Linked DNA regions of Arachis hypogaea: region 1 is linked to region 2. The links are chromatin contacts, called in public Hi-C maps. All regions are on one chromosome and are shown on one strand. The core of a region is the stretch at or near the end of the contact, and the rest is flanking DNA. Distances in the headings are between cores, read along the strand shown.

The links. A called contact is a pair of places that touch in the nucleus more often than the background predicts.
Region 1: a Hi-C map of leaf shows a contact between it and region 2, with 7 times the contacts expected there. The contact joins the enhancer-like site here to the promoter of LOC112712025 in region 2. A contact is called at or near these places in 3 of 8 Hi-C or Micro-C datasets (all in leaf).

What each region holds. Positions count from the first base shown.
Region 1 is chr9:112,928,292-112,932,636 of arahy.Tifrunner.gnm2.J5K5, forward strand. No RefSeq gene overlaps it. Among protein-coding and RNA genes, the nearest start is that of LOC112712027, 18 kb to the right of the region's middle. Within about 2 kb of position 2,235, at least 2 of the 3 cell types and tissues checked have open chromatin away from gene starts, as enhancers often do.
Region 2 is chr9:112,867,860-112,872,169 of arahy.Tifrunner.gnm2.J5K5, forward strand. LOC112712025 (2-oxoglutarate and iron-dependent oxygenase domain-containing protein CP2) reads left to right here and starts at 2,426. Exons shown (of 9, transcript XM_025764800.3): 1 at 2,426-3,255; 2 at 3,616-3,663; 3 at 3,949-4,125; 4 at 4,219-4,310. The coding sequence starts at 2,818.

The DNA.
Region 1 (4,345 bases), core at 985-3,484, 60 kb after region 2:
ATATAAAAGGGGCTTCAATAAAGCATGCAAAATAGTATTATTTATCCCCAAATAAAAATGCAAGAAACTTGCTAATACGATTGATGTGCCTAGCTATGTATATACTTATTCTCAATTATTGTGTAATGATAATAATTAAGATAATTATTATTCATAAAGGTGAATGATTATCTTCTTGTTTGTCCTCTAGCAAGAAGGAAAAAAAGAAAAGAGGAAAATGGCAGATGGAGAATGAAGTTGAAACGTAATGGATAGCAAAGTCGTTGTCTGAGACACATGAAACACCCTTTTCATGGAGCATGATAATATGGTATGCACCTCAATCATCACCACTTTACTATAGATTTGGCCACCACAATAATAGCTCAAAAAAGAAAACTAAAGCAACAACATTACAAAAGCATAGTTAGAATAAGTCAGCGGTTTTGATTCCTTTTCTCTTCTTTTTTTTTTTTGTTATTTTTCCAATCCACATTAATTTATGCCATGCGGTAACGAGATAAGTCTCAAAGTAGTTCCTAAAGTTGTACTTGAGCCTCAAAGTAATCCTTAAAATTAATAATTTCTCAAATTCGTCCCTGAAATTGCACTCCGAGACACATAGTAGTTATTGAAGAATTTTTCGTTCGTTAGAATCTTAAAACGACGTCGTTTTAAGAAGTTAAAAAAAAAAGAAAGAAACATTAGAAACGACATAGTTTTACATTTATTTAAAAAAATAAATAAATAAAACACGCGAAACTCCATCCTTCTCCGAGCCTTCCCTTTCCCTTCCCCAACCCTTCCCTTTCCCCTTCCCCTTCCCCAATTTGCCCTTTCCCTTCCCCTTCTCTCCCTCACAAGCAAGCTTTCCTCAACCCTTTCTGTCGCCGGCCTCCATTTCGGTGTCGTGCCAATTGTCTCTCCCCTACCTAGTCTTTCACGTTTCCAATCTGCTTCTTCGCACCACCACGAGATCGAGGTGCTCTCCGACCTTGCCATCCAGATTTCACACTTTTTCACTATTTTCAAGCGCTCCGTCAACTGCCCCCAACCCTTCGTCGCTGTCGTCTTCGCTCTCAAACCCGCCGCACTCGCCGGCAACTCCAAAATCCACCAACAGCTTCACAACGAGGCAGGCGCTCCAGGCCACAAACAGAATGTCTCTCACGCTAGTTCCAAGCGCTCTCCATTGTCCCGGCTGACAGCCCCTCCCTATTTGTCGCCGTCTGCTTTCTATTCTCCTCTCTGTCTCCCTCTGCATCCTTCTTCTCTTCTCTGCGACAAAGGTGAGTTTTTTTAATTTTTTTTTAGTTATTGAATCATTATTGTTTAATATTTTGGATGATTATTACTGCTGATAATTGTGTTTTAATGTAGCTGTCATGGTTGATTTTTTGTGTTCTTGATTCTGTAATTATTGCTTGTGATTGTTGCTATTTAGGTTGATTGATGCTAGTTATTTAGGTTAATTGATCTTTTCTAATTGTTGTTGGTTCTCTTTTGTGATTTTTTGTAATTGTTAGTTTTTTTCAATTATGTGATTTTTGTTGTTTCTGAAGATGTTGTTGTTGCTTCTATGAAATTGAAAAAGAAGAAGAACATCAATGAAGAAGAGAATTGGTGAAGATAAAGATTAGTTTTTTTTATAAATATAAAACGACGTCATATTGGAGATTAGGTTTTTTTTTCCAAATAAATATAAAACGATGTTGTTTCGGTCCAGCTCAGTTTTCCATAATAAGAACGGACGGAAATTATTTTAAGAACTACTATGAATTTTGGAGTGCAATTTTAAGGACGAATTTAAAAAATTATTAATTTTAGAAATTATTTTGAGACTAAGTGCAACTTCAAAAACTATTTTGAGATTTATCTCATCCGGCAATTGTAACAAGTGCACTGTAAACCTCACTATCATGATTGGTACAACGAATTCTCCAAATTGAATTTAATAAAGAGGTGTATGTGGCCCAAATTGTGTTGAAATTAAAGGAATGAAGTTGTTGACATTATGAATAATGCCAAATCATTGTGATGTTGCGTCTTGGTTTGATTTTCACTGTGATAGCAAAGAGAAATAAACAAACGTCAAGGTAACGACAATCATAAGAGAAAAACACTATATATTCGTATAATATTATTTAATATGTATTTCAATTAGAAAAATACTACATAATACAGTTTTGATATTGTAGGTTATAAAAATAAGAATTTAGACGATATACCTCAGCATTACGTCATAATTATGTCATTAGGTTTAGGATAATTCATTAATTCTACTTAGTACTAACCCGACTCTAAGCAAGGATAGAGCACGTGCAATGCAACAAGTAAGCGGCGCGTGAGGGGGTCTCTTCCAATGCAAAACGACATTGGATCCCGCATGAATGCAAAAACTCGCATTTCCCTTTTTAACCTTAGCTTCGTGCCATCATTTTTGCCTTTCATTAGCTTAATTGATTAAGAATTATATTAATTATGTAATCACTATTAGAGATATAATTATTTATGTTATATTTTTTTATTAATTTAAATTTTTAAGATGAACGATTTTTTGACATAATATTAAAATTTTATATTATAAAAATTAAACAAATTCAAAAAAAATAATATTATTAAAAATATAATTATTTATATTTTTTATTAATTTAAATTTTTAAAATAAATAATTTTATAATATTTATAATTATTTTTTTAATAATTATTTACGTAAATAATATAAAAATAGTTATTTTTACTAATATAATATTAAATAATTTTATACTAACCGTGCATTGAAATTAAATTTATTAATTAACGTACCACTAATAAGTAATAACAATGTGAGTATGTGTCGTGTGAGTGTGACTATGCATGATGGAATTCACTTTTAGGGTTATAAATATATTGTAAGTTTGTATGTGAACACGGATTTCACATTGATTGGAGAAAAGTTCCTTCACTGTGGGCCTTGTCTTGAAGTGGATGTTGCTAAGCAGAATATAGAATCCAATGTAAGGTAAGCCAACCCACTCCATTCCATGTTTTTTACGTTGTAACTATTTATATGTCTACGTCTAAGGGCTTTTCCATTTTGGGTTATTCTCTTTTCCATCTCCTCGTTGTTCCCAGCACACATACACCCAAAAAGAAAATTAAAAAAAAACACACACACACACATATGTCGGATGAACTGAACTATTTTCGCTTTGCATTTTAGTATTTTATGGATAAATATGTTATATTATCTAAGCCAATTTACAATCTGTAATGAATTGAAAATAATTCTAGAGATGATACTTATCAATTCGCAAAAGTTATAGGGAAATGAAAATCAGAATTTGATTGAATTATCGTTCATAGTAAAGTTTGGATTCATGTGTTGACTTCCTCATTTGACTTGTCCAAAAATTTCACAGATGAATAACTTCAAATTATCAGATGATTATGTGAGTATAATCGTTTAAGGAACTTTCTGCTTTCTTCTGTGAATTTTTTTTTTGGATCCGCTAGGGAGACAATAGACTATTTATACAATATGTACAATGGACTATTAAGTTATAAAATGAACATCCTCCATATTGAACTCTTGACCTTTTGGATCTAGCACTCTAATATCATATCATGATACCACTTATTTCAAAAGCTTCAGCTGATACGAAAAGGTAACACTAATAGTTATATCTCTAATACTCCATAAACCTCCATTATACACATTGTACAAATATTTCATTAGCTCTTCATACTTTCTCTTTTTTTTTCAAGACCTTCAAAGTCCATGGTACATTCTTGTATTTTGAGATAGTGGAGAGATCAATTTGCTAGTAGAGAATTTTCTTATAAAAAAAACTAGTAGAGAAACTTTTTTTTCTATTGTTACCCAATCGTGGTTTCTAAAAAAATGCAAATGAGTAAATTGAAACTACTAACAATATTAATATAAATATTACTAAAGTCAGATTGAGAAAAATTAAATATTTTCACCATTCGAGAAGGCATTGAAGCGGTAGTCCATGAAGAAGAAGCTGGTTTTAGCATCAGATTAGAACAAATCAATACAATAATTTCAAATGAAATTGGACATTTACGCATTTCTCACAATCTAAATTGCTCCTTTTCCATAGCTATCAACACAAATTTTGCAACTTATAAATTGTAATACGACTAAAAATCAAACCCAAGTGCATTAAAGTCCAAAGATTCACTTTGACGATTCAGAGATATCTCTAGTTTTAAAAAAGACGTTATATTTAAAAAGCATTGAAGAGATAACAACAAAAAATTTTCATCACTCAATTTGATGCCAAATAATTTGACTTTATGAATTATTCTTTTATTAAAAGAAATTACAACATTAACTATATAGAGTTCTAACTTCTAAGGG
Region 2 (4,310 bases), core at 1,176-3,675:
GGTGTGCTGGAGGATACACCTCCACCTACCGGTTCGACAGGTGTTGGAGGAACGGAGTTGCGATGCAGAGGTTGCGTTTTCAGAACGGCTTCTGCCTCATCACCACTGAATTCTTCAATGTCATCATCGTCAGAAGTTTCAGCAATGCCAACATCAGGATGTCTATCGAACCCAAGTAAGGTTGAAGGGGAGGGACGCGGTTCCCGTAGATTTGCATTATGTTCCCGCACAACAAACGCATTGAAGCTTGGACTACGGGCCCTACTTATATCCGGACCCGGTGCAAAATCAGCCGCTCCCAGATTTTTCACCCCTTCCACATTATTGGAACTAGACGAGCTTCCGCCAATATCCTGAATATTCATACAAAGCTCCAACGAATATATCGTACCTATGCTGCGATGATAAGAGAACATCATCGACACCTGCTAATCAGATTTTATCTGCATTTTTTGATACGCAAACGAGTTGGCTACTGCAACCGGCATCCTGTAAGTCAGCTTTGTGATTTTTTTTCCAACTATTCCGGTATGAACCAGAATCAGATTCTTCAGATCTTGCAATAGTGTCTGTGGCAGAATCATTATCCATAATGGATCATCGCAAACGAATGTTATCCCTTCTGCTGTATGAGAAATTTTTTCATTGGGATATATAATTAAATACACGTTCTCAGAAGTCATATATAAAACAAACCAATCTGAATACCCAAAAAATTCTAAGAGAGAAAGAAGCTTGTGAACTTGAGAGAATATTGGAGAGTAAGAGGAGAATGGATACAAAATGGCTTCCTCCGTGGTTCATCCAACAGCGTTTATATAGGCACACCACGATCCCATTTCGTGTCCAGTACACTAGAAGTGTTCCAACTCAAGTGCGCTGCAGCTGAATTGGAGCCAACTCCTGGCCGCCATCCCAGATGTCACCCATTTCACGGGTGACAACCACAAAATGGCACCTGGACCATTTCGTGGCCGCCGCCCTAGAGTTGGAACCTGCTGCTTCTTGTTCCATTCCGTGGGCGCTTCACCTAAAATCACAATGAAACCCATTTCGTGGGCGGTGGGCAAGACTTGGGCCTGCATATTTCAGTAACATTTTCCTACAGTGCGTATTCTGGGAATTAAAGTTTTTATCATATCTAATTATATAAAAAGGACAGAAAAACATAGAAAATAAAAATTATATAGTAACATTCAATTATGGGCAAACATAGGGTTTTATCCCAATGAGTTTATAGCTCAAATGATATAATTTTTCTATACTTATCTAAGAAGTTGGGATTTGAGTCTCTCTATCTTTAGTAAAAATAAAAATTTGAAAAAAAGAGAGTTTTATAATATTTTGATCTAGACCCAAAATAAAAGTTATTTTTAACACTTATAAATCAGCTCAAAATATCAAAATAAAAAATTCAATAGTTTTTGAATAAGTAATAACTAAGAGTCTTAATTTATTTTTAATTATTTTTAAATACTAAATGAATACAAAAATATATATTTTTTAAAATTAAAAAAATAAAAATGATAATTAAAAGGACAATTTTAGATTTTCAATAATTTTTCTTTTAAATAAATCTTTTATCAATAAAACATTCAAATATAGACAATTATCTTGGCTTAATGAAATATACATATTATAATTAGTTCTTTAAATTAGTTTTTGAAAAAAAAATAAATTTGTTTTTTAAAAATTTTAAGTCAGTTATTTTAGTCTTTCTAATACTTTCGTTATTAACGATGTTAAAAGACACCGCAATACATACCTAATAATCTTAATAAGCGGCTAACATAATAAATTTATAAAATTAAATCAAACTAACCCCAAATTAAAGAATTTGAGAGTTTTAAGTTCTTCTCTTCGTTTGGTTTTGATTTGATATAATTTCATAAACTTATCAAGTTAATAATTAATTCAATTTTTTTATATGTGTATTGTAATATTACTTAACTTATTTAGGGTGGCAACGCGGTGGGTAGGGGCGGATTTTTGCACTACCCGACCCCGCTCCGCCGTACATCAACGCGTATAGAACTCGTCCCGCTTCTACCCGTGGGTAATAAAATGTTGAACCCTAACCCATCCCGCCTCTACCCGCCTCTATAATTATTAAAATTCAATAAATAAAATTTAATTTCAAAATTTATATAACCATCAACACCTACATAACATAAATTAAAGTAAAAATTTAAATATAATACAATATTATTAATTATTTACTAATTATTTTATATATTATACATATTATATATTAAAATTATATATATTATATATATAGCGGGGCAGATAGGGACGGGTATTACCTAAACCTGCTCTGCCCCTTCTAAGAACCCGCCCCACTAAAAATCTGCCCCGATACCCGCTCTGAACGGGTAGGAATAGAATGAATACCACATATTCGAGTAGTATTGTTATTCCTAAACTTATCACATTAATAAATTCTAATGCCGTTCATAAAAAAATTAACGTAATTAATTTAAAATATTTAGTCACCAAAAAAATTTTAAAATATTTAAAAAATAAATCTGATTAAAAATATATTTTATGACTAATTTACAAAACGAGTGACCCTTCAAATTATATTCTTGGACGAATAATTAATTGTGGTTTTTATGTTGATTAAGATCTTGAGGTTTCAGCAGTGAGAAAGGAGCGACTGACAAGAGAAGAAGAGCTTCCACATGGAAGTGAGTCTGAGTCAGAGACTCTCTTCCGCTCTCAAAAATTGAACGTTACTTGCTCTGAACCCTAAACCACCCTCAATGTTCTCATAACATATAATAAAGCCCTATTCTTTTTCACTCTTTTCTCTCAAAAATGGCTCATCAAAACGGTTCATTTCCCCGCATAACCTATCAGCAACAGCTTCAGCTTCTTCAGCAGCAACAGCAGCAGGTTCTTATTCAGCAGCAGCATCATCTTCAGCAGCGACACCAACAACACCAACGACAACAACAACAACAGCTGGAACAACACCCCCGCGTGTCCACCAACATCATCGCAAACGGACACGTGGCTGGGCCACAGAATCAGAGGTTATCGTTGACGCCATGTTCGACGCGATTGCGCTCGGACCCAAAGCAAGACCACAAGCCCGATAACTACGAAGACCTGCAATTGGGGTTCGACCCACGCGTGTTCAGCTCGCTGGAGCAATACATGCCACCCGACATGCTCAACAAGCCGCGTGATGTTAAGGCTCAGTATATGAGTAGCATTCTCATGCGATATTCCTCTGAGGGTGATCGTGTTCGGGTATCATTCAATTTCCCAGCTTTTCTCTGTTTTGTTCAATTTGTTGGAAAGTAAGGGTTTTTGAATTTGGGTGGCGCGTGGTTTTGTATAAAAACTTGATTTTGATGTTGCCCTTGATTGGAAATGCAGTGTTGCTTTGACTTGGGGAGATTATGAGAGAATTTAGCGGAAGATGTTGTGTATTTATTGTTTTTGGAGTGGGAAAGGAGAAATTTTTATTCTGTTTCAAATTTCAATCCCCTTTTTGCAGTGATATGAATACTTCACGTTTTCCCCCTATTTTGTGCTATGTTTTTGCCTTTGGCGTTATTTTGTTGTTCACATTTTTCACATTTTGTTGTTCTGTGTTGGACTGAACAGATTCAAAAGCACAAGGAATATAGGCAGAAGATCATGTCCACTTATCAAGTAAGTTTTCTTGGGAATGGGTTTTGGTTTGTCCCTTTCTAACTAAATTTTGATGGTTTCATTTATGATCTTTAACTGTTGGAATGCTGTTCATGGGATAATCTAAGACTTCTGATGGAGGCACCTTTTATTTGGCACTTATTTTTTGGAACCTGAAACGATCCCATTTTGATGCCAGAATTTGCTGACCTGAGAACTGTTATCTTGTCTTCTTCTCTATATGTGGCATGTGCGTGCTAATTATTCATGATCTTACCAATTGTTGACTGCACCTTTCTTTTGTAGCCATTATATAAGGAGATATATACCATGGATGCTGAAAACTTTTTTGTGCCCTCGTTTCTCGATGCAATTAGAGAAAATACGGAAGCAGGTTTTAGACGAATACTGGCTGAACCCACAAGAGGAATTTATACATTTGAAATGCTTCAACCAGAGTTTTGTGAAATGTTGGTATCTGAGGTATCACAATTCTTTCCGCTCCCTTTAAAGTGTGTTATCATATCTGCTCTACATTTGCATTTTATGTTTTCTCATCAAGATTTGATTGCTTAGGTGGATAATTTTGAAAGATGGGTCCACGAGTCCAAAATCAAAATCATGCGACCTAATACAATGAATAAATTTGGTGTTGTTCTTGATGACTT